Regions from separate parts of the Pan troglodytes genome. Here region 1 is linked to region 2. The links are chromatin contacts, called in public capture Hi-C maps. All regions are on one chromosome and are shown on one strand. The core of a region is the stretch at or near the end of the contact, and the rest is flanking DNA. Distances in the headings are between cores, read along the strand shown.

Region 1 (3,601 bases), core at 458-2,957, 200 kb before region 2:
GCTGAAGGGGCTGCTGGCTTTGCACATCTCAGGTCTGATACCCCAACATCTGGGCCAGATGGTTCTTTGTTGTGGGAGCAGACCTGTGTTCTGTAGGATGTCTAGCAGCAACTGTGGCCACTGATGCTATTAGGAAGAAGAATTGTAATAAAAAGAGAGAGAGTGCTGAAAACCATGAATGTGCTACCAATTAGTTTCAGAATAGTTTTTCTGAAATTACTGGAAAAAAGTTTTAAGAGACTCAATCTTGCTATGTTGCCCAGGGTGGCCTCAAATTCTTAGACTCAAGTGATCCTCTCACCTCATCCTCCAAGTAGCTGGGATAACAGGTACATACCATGGCCAGTTAAAACCACTGAAATTTATCATTTCCTTTTTTTTTGTTTTTGTTTTTGTTTTTGTTTGTTTGTTTTGTTTTGAGACAGAGTCTCACTCTGTCATCCAGGCTGGAGTACAGTGGCACAATTTCAGCACACTGCAACCTCGCCTCCCACACTCAAGTGATCCTCCCACCTCAGCCTCCCAAGTAGCTGAGATTGCAGGCACATGCCACTATGCCCCACTAATTTTTGTATTTTTAGTAGAGACAGGGTTTCACCATGTTGGCCAGGTTGGTCTCAAACTCCTGACCTCAAATCGTCCTCCCACCTTGGCCTCCCACAGTATTGGGATTACAGGCATGAGCCACCATGCCCAGCCATAATTTACAACATTCACAAAGAGAAAGCATCCAAGGTCCTAATTTCAGAGATGAAGTTATTCCCCAGGCCTAATGCCAGACACTGTCCTTCCTCTTCCTAGCCCCAATATACACACCTTAGTAAAAGAAAGAAGCCCCCTTACCCTTGGATCTGGTACCTTCAGGGTGTCTCTGTGTAAGGAGTAGGTAAGATGCTTCAAAAGAGCATCTGTAGCTCTGGCGTCACTTAAGTATTCAGTCACTGAAGTTCAATGTTTGTGAATTGAAAGTATATGGACAAATGCAACTAGAATAAGCGTATCTTTTGGAAAGGTGTCAATTTCATACAAGCGTGTGATTGTCTTGGCTTGCCCTATGGGGGTTACTGGGCTAAACCACATTCCTCTGGGTGAGAATGGTGTTTCCCCAATAGGGATTCATATTTGCTTTGTCAATCCTCTGGGGTGATGGGGTGCAGAAAACAAGGATTTGCAAAGGCAGGTCTTAGACCACAAAGGAAAATCTTCCTTCTGTGTCTAAAGTTGCAGGTCAGGCTGGTGTAGTGAGAGATGAAAGGGCAGGTAGGTCTGAGCCTGTGCGAAAGATGCTGGCATCCTCCATAATGCCCCTGCCTGCCTGCGTCCCCAACCTCTGCACAGTGACAGCCTCTGAGCTCCTCTTCCTCCAATCTCACAGCAACCTCGGAAGGCTCCAGGGGAGCTGTTGCCAGTCACAGCCCTCAGCCCTGAAGACTGCCCTGCGTCTTGACTTCCTACAGCCATGGCCTGTCCACCACCTTTCTCGTGGTAAACAAGATTGCAGCAGTAACAATGAAGTTCCCGGTTAGGACTACCTCATGCCTGCAACCCATGCCAAAACTGATGTCACCACAAGACTGCACCTCCCCCACATTTACCATTCAGGGCAATGAAAATTTTCCAGATGGATGGCCCTAATCCTGAAGGCACTGTGACGGTCACTGGAGCAAAAACAATGTCTCTGCTTGGCAGAGGCAGACTGGCCCAAATCTGGAGCTGTGTTCACTGAGTTCACAGGCTAAGACACCCAACAGTGCAGTCAGCACAGAACACCCCTAAAGGGAATGATGTAGCTTTTATATCCACAGCTTAGACATACTTAATAACTGTGTGTAACAGCATATATGTGTGTTGCATTTTATTTTTGCTGCATTTATTTTAGTGTTCAATTTTTTTGTTTTTGCATAAAATGTGTTTCCAGGCAGAGCCCCAATTTATAGCTTTGCATTCTGAGGAAATGAGATTAATTTTCAACTCAGCTTCCACCCAGCAGCCTATCAGGTCTTCAGGTAGGGGATGTCCCCACAGACCATTCTGCCACTGCTGAGGACAGAGGCCCAGAAGAGGCCCTTTCCCTGTGCTGGGCAATCAAGTGTCTCATCCTCTCAAATTAGTTTCACACATTAAAGCAGTTGCTGAAATGCCTTCTGCTTCTAATTTAAACTGTCTTCTAATTGAACTGACATTTGCATATTGTTTTCTTGCAAGCCCTCCCTGCCTCTTGGCACACATCTCCTCATTTAGGACATGCACGACAGTCATGTGACATGATGCCACCAATGAACCAAGCCAGAGGTGACCAGCTACTCCTCCTGAACAGGGGTCCCTGGAGCACACACCCCATCTCTCAGAGGCGATCTGTGAGACTTTGTTAGAGGTGGAGGTTCTCATTGCCAGCGCGTCCTCAGGGAGACGCTGTGCTCGAACATAACCAACACACAGAATTCAGGAATACTCTGGTGTAATATCCCAGGGACATGGCTCCTTTGACACAGCTTAATAATGTTTTAAGTATGTCAGATGCTCAGTGGGGACTGAAATGAAAGCAAGTACTATATTCTGACTTTTGCGAGAAGTTCAAAACCAGCTAAGTTTAGTTGCTAGGAAAACTAAAGAATCACTAATACTTAAATATGTTGAATCTCAAAAAGGAAAGTGGAGATGCAAGATGAGACAAGGGTTATGTTACCCTTTACAAGGCAGAAGCAAATGGGAAGTGAGAGTCCCCATGCAACTAAGGAGGGAAACAGATGTGCTGCTGACAACACAGATGCAGAGAACCCAGTGATGACTGGACAACACCAGGGAGCATCCCTCTCAGCAAGACCAAGGGACAGGTGAAGGGGAGGAAGGGCAGCAGCTGAGGCTAAGAATTTGGGGTCAGGGTTCTTTGCTTTGAATTGCTTTGTTATGTGACCTGTGCTAGTCACACAACATCCCTGAATTCAGCTTTCTCCATGGGATCCTAAAATTTCTTTTAGAGCAGTTTCTTTTACTTTTAGAGAAGCACATGCATTGTAAAGAGAATATTCTCATCAAAATATTAATTATTCTCATGGCGTAAAGTTGATAGTTATAGGTCATTGCTAATAGGGAATGGTATTCTGGGTCAAAATTTCCAGATCCAAAGACGTGAAGCAATCTGTTGAAAAGTCAATGGATTTAAGTTTATTGTACATGCATCTGGCCTTAGGTAAAAGTGTCTATGGAGGTGCAGAAGATGTACCACATATGCAGGTGGCTGCTTTGGGGTTGATCTGCTTTGTGATTCACAGATGGAAGCACTGCCTACTCCCTGCAGTCATCCTGCTGGCTCAAAGGTCAAGGCCAGATAGAAGTGATGTGCCACCAGACTCAGTCAGAGATTGGCAAAGATCACCTGAATGCGGATCTGGAGAAGGTGATCGCTTTTCCCAAAGGATGCCTCTGAAACCAAACATATATAAAATGCCATTATTTCATTTCAAAATTAGCTGTATCTTTTCTCCATGAGTACGGATCATACATGCCTTCAGACTCCTTCAACCCTGACTCAGATAATAAATACCAGAATGTAAAATGTTCTGTAAACTGTTGAACAAGTAGTATTCTAAATATCAATTTT
Region 2 (3,836 bases), core at 286-2,785:
GATGAACCATGAGCAGAAAAGAAGCCCCATGAGTGGGCAATGGTGAGAGTGAAGCAGAGGGGCCAGGTGGCCCCTGGCTCAGGGTCAGGCCTGACTCAGCTCACAACAGGGTCATATTCAGGTTTTTTATTAAATTACTGCTAACAGAGAGGGGATGCCACAGGAGAAACAAGCTTGGAAGCAGGGCTGTCCCCGAAATTAGGTTTTCCTCACATGTACTTTGAAGAAAGGATTTTCTTAAAATGTACAGTCCAGCTAGTTCCTCTCAGCAAAAGGTAAATTGCTAAGGCTTTTACTTAGGTTCTCTGAGTATTCGGGAAAAAAATTAAATAATGTCATGTGTCTACTTTAGAGTAAACTCTGGCTTTCAGCGATGTTTTTGCTTATAAGACTTTTTGTATCTATTCCTCTCTTGTTAAGAGTCACAGAGGTCATTGTTTACTATAAAAATCCAGTGGCCAGGCACGGTGGCTCACACCTGTAATCCCAGCACTTTGGGAGGCTGAGGCAGGCGGATCATGAGGTCAGGAAATCAAGACCATCCTGCCTAACACGGTGAAACCCCGTTATCTACTAAAAATACAAAAAAATTAGCCAGGCGTGGTGGCGGGTACCTGTAGTCCCAGCTACTCGGGAGGCTGAGGCAGGAGAATGGCATCAACCCAGGAGGTGGAGCTTGCAGTGAGCCCAGATAGCGCCACTGCACTCCAGCCTGGGCGACACAGCGAGACTCTGTCTCAAAAAAAAAAAAAAAAAAAAAAAAATCCAGAAAGTGCCAAAAAGGGAACCTGGATCTCAGAACTACAGCAATCCTGTGGAAATCTTAACCAAAAGGGAGAAGACAGGAACTGAAATAACTTGTGTGAATAACACCCTTAATTCACAATTGAAATCAGGATTTGTTTCCTCTCATCAGTTTCACTAAACCACTTACCTTCCTTTTAAAGGAAGTGGTTAAATAACAATAGTAAATTTTAGGAGAAGACATACACTATTTTGTTACAAACTAACAGACCACAGGATGAAGGCCTTTACCTGGATGATCCACTTGCACTTAATGAATAAATGTATTTTCTCTTTCTTATGATTTTCAAATATTATTTTCTCTAGCTTACTTTATTGTAAGACTACAGTATACAGTACATATAACATGCAAAATATGTGTTCATCCACTGACACATTATCGGTAAGGCTTCTGGTCAATAGCAGGCTATTAGTAGTTAAGTTTTGGGGGAGTCAAAGGTTACATGCAGGTTTTGAAAGGCCCCAGAAACAGTGGGGCCATTTCTGCCTGGGGGAAGGGGGGTGTGTTGGTGCCCCCGAGTTGTCAACTTTAGTTATGATGAGGTCATTAGGGTGAGAGCCTAATCCAATATGACTTGTGTCCTAATGGAAAGGGAGACTCTGGACACAGACATGCACACAGGGAGAATGCAATGTGGAGACTGGAGTTAAGCTACCAAGAACTGGGAGAAGGGCTGGGCCCCGACCTTCCCTGGCACCTGCAAAAGGAGCATGGCCCTGCTGACCCTGTGGCCTCCAGCCTCCAGGACAGCGAGGCAAACCATTTCTGTTGTCAAAGCCACTCAACTGTGGCACAGCAGCCCTAGCAAGCGTATACAGCCCCTTTGCGTGACGGGTTTGGAGGCTCTGACTCTAGCACACTCCAGACTTGCACATCGAGTCAGTACAGCACGACAGCTTAAAACAGGCTCTGCAGTCAGAAAGGCCTACAGTCCATTACCCACTCTCAATAACCTCATGAACAACATGACCAGGCTGAGCTCTGATTTTCTCATGGGTCAAACGGCCATGACTGTATGCAGCACCCAAGCCTTCGAGGTTTTTAGAGGACAAAATAAATGAACACATGTGGCACTCCTAACACTGCAGACTGTTGACAGCCTCGTCTTCTGGGGCAAAAAAAAAAAAGTGGAAAAAAAAAAAGACTGTAAGGGACAAGGAGCAAGTGGGTGGTAAGGAATGAAAGCGATGGGTGTAGGTTACTCTTTCAAAACATTTTCTCACAAAAGGCAAATTAGAGATCAATAAGATCTTGGAAGCATTCACAAGGTCAAGGAAAAAGTACCTTTTTAGGATAAGGGCGACTTAAGCTTGTGTGTAGATTTCTTGTCCCCATTCTCAGAGTAGGCAGAATCCTGGGCACTGTCCCCAAGCAGTGTCCCAGGTATGGGGGCAAGGCACAAGGGTGAGGGGGCTGCCCATGGGCCCCAGAGCTGGGACAAACCAGGAGGGAAACTGAGCAGCAAGTGGCAGAGGATCGTCAGCCCAGTGGGTGAGGGAGGGGAGGAATGGGCTGGCGGTGGGCATGCAATGCTGTGGAAGCCAGGGTGCTCAGATGAAATCAGAGTTCCACTTACAGAGCGGGAGCTGAGCTGAGGAGAAGTTCCTTGGGAGAAAGAGCATGAAACAGTGCAGCACGCGTGGGGAGACAGGAAGAGCTCTAAGCCCATTTCAGTGGGAGAAGAGGCGGCTGAGGTTTTTCCATGTCTGCGCAGGTTGCCATGTACCCCCCACCCTGGCTCTGGGCTCAGCCACATGGGCTGCAGCCAGTGGGGTATTAGCAAAGGGGTGACAATGGGCCCTTGGAAAGCTCACACAGTGTGGCTTTGCTTGCTCCCCACTCTGCCGTCACGGTGAGAAGGTGTCGGGCTGGCCTGCTGGATGAGGGAGACTTGTGGCCCAGGTGCACCCTGTCCCCAGCCACAGCTGGGGAGTGCCAGCCACAGGAGGGAGCCCAGCCCAAGCCCGTGAAAGCCCCGACCTGCAGACGCATAAACCAAACAGATGCCACTGTCTGCAGCCACGGGGCTTAGGGTGGTGTTCTGGGCATTGCTGTGGCAACACTGACTGTTGCAGTGGGCATGACTGCTCCTATGCCCGTGCCATTCCCAGCAAGGCAGGTGCTGTAATCACAGGCTTGCAGCCTGCACCCCGCCCACCACACACTTGGGGGTCGGCTGCGGGAGACGGGGAGGGAACAGACTCCAGGAGCTTGTCAGGGCAGAAAAAGATCAACCAGGGGAGCCCCTGAGAGGGGAAGACCATGAACTTGATCAACATGGCCAACTCGAAGGGCCAAGTGAGAAGCCTATCAAAATTGCCATATGCTTGTCCTCTCCCACTCCTTGGAGACAGTAGGCACAGCCTTTGTCTCTGTCCTGTTGTACTAGAGGACACCCTAATGGTGTACCTGGGTGGTGTGTACTTCTCAAGATACTGACCAACCACGAGCATCTGCTGGTGATGTCCCCCTGCCTGGGGGCAACCTTGACCAAGATAGAAGAGAGTTTCATCTGTGAGCTGCCCTATGCCTCAGAGGCTAAAAGTACTTTGGTCCTTAAGTAGAAAGTAGTTACCTGTTCTGGAGGAGTCCCTAGACCCTTCTACCCGTGATGGAGGGTCTGGCTGTGACGCAGGTGAAAAGATTCCCCAGGAAAGAGACTGATACCTCTGCAGGCTTTCATCATAGGCCGGTTACACACCTGGCTTCTTGACAGTGTGTTTGCCAGTGACACAGGTCCCTCTCATCCCTGCTGGGGCCCATGGTCAGATGCAATGGCTGCAAGAAACCACTGCCTTCATCTTCTCAGTGAGTCATCAGCAAGTTTTGTTTAGGGTGGTGGGCAAGCCCCGGTCCCTGTGCCTGTGAGTTTTACAATCCGTAGGGGGAGGCGGAGGTGCACATTGAAGCCTCCGCTGCAAGTTTAAAGAAGAAGGCTGAGCATTCTGGGTCTGTGGGTTCATCCCTCATGGTCCCCCAAGTTTGCCTGTGCAGGTGGGCTCTGCCCCTAAGTTCCAGGCCATCTACCCAG

What was found. Capture Hi-C pulls out chosen DNA fragments and counts their contacts.
Region 1: a contact with region 2 is called in a capture Hi-C map of stem cell-derived neural stem cells, with 5 times the contacts expected there. The contact joins two enhancer-like sites. A contact is called at or near these places in 4 of 7 Hi-C or Micro-C datasets (blood, induced pluripotent stem cells and stem cell-derived neural progenitor cells) and 1 of 1 other capture datasets (stem cell-derived neural stem cells).

The regions. Positions count from the first base shown.
Region 1 is chr14:23,410,462-23,414,062 of NHGRI_mPanTro3-v2.0_pri, reverse strand. The region is part of intron 2 of SPATA13 (spermatogenesis associated 13); the gene reads right to left. Among named protein-coding and RNA genes, the nearest start is that of C1QTNF9, 92 kb to the left of the region's middle. Within about 2 kb of position 1,707, at least 13 of the 24 cell types and tissues checked have an H3K27ac peak or open chromatin away from gene starts, as enhancers often do. A contact at or near this core is called in stem cell-derived neural stem cells, where this site is marked.
Region 2 is chr14:23,206,975-23,210,810 of NHGRI_mPanTro3-v2.0_pri, reverse strand. The region is part of intron 2 of SPATA13 (spermatogenesis associated 13); the gene reads right to left. Among named protein-coding and RNA genes, the nearest start is that of SPATA13, 34 kb to the right of the region's middle. Within about 2 kb of position 1,535, at least 3 of the 24 cell types and tissues checked have an H3K27ac peak or open chromatin away from gene starts, as enhancers often do. A contact at or near this core is called in stem cell-derived neural stem cells, where this site is marked.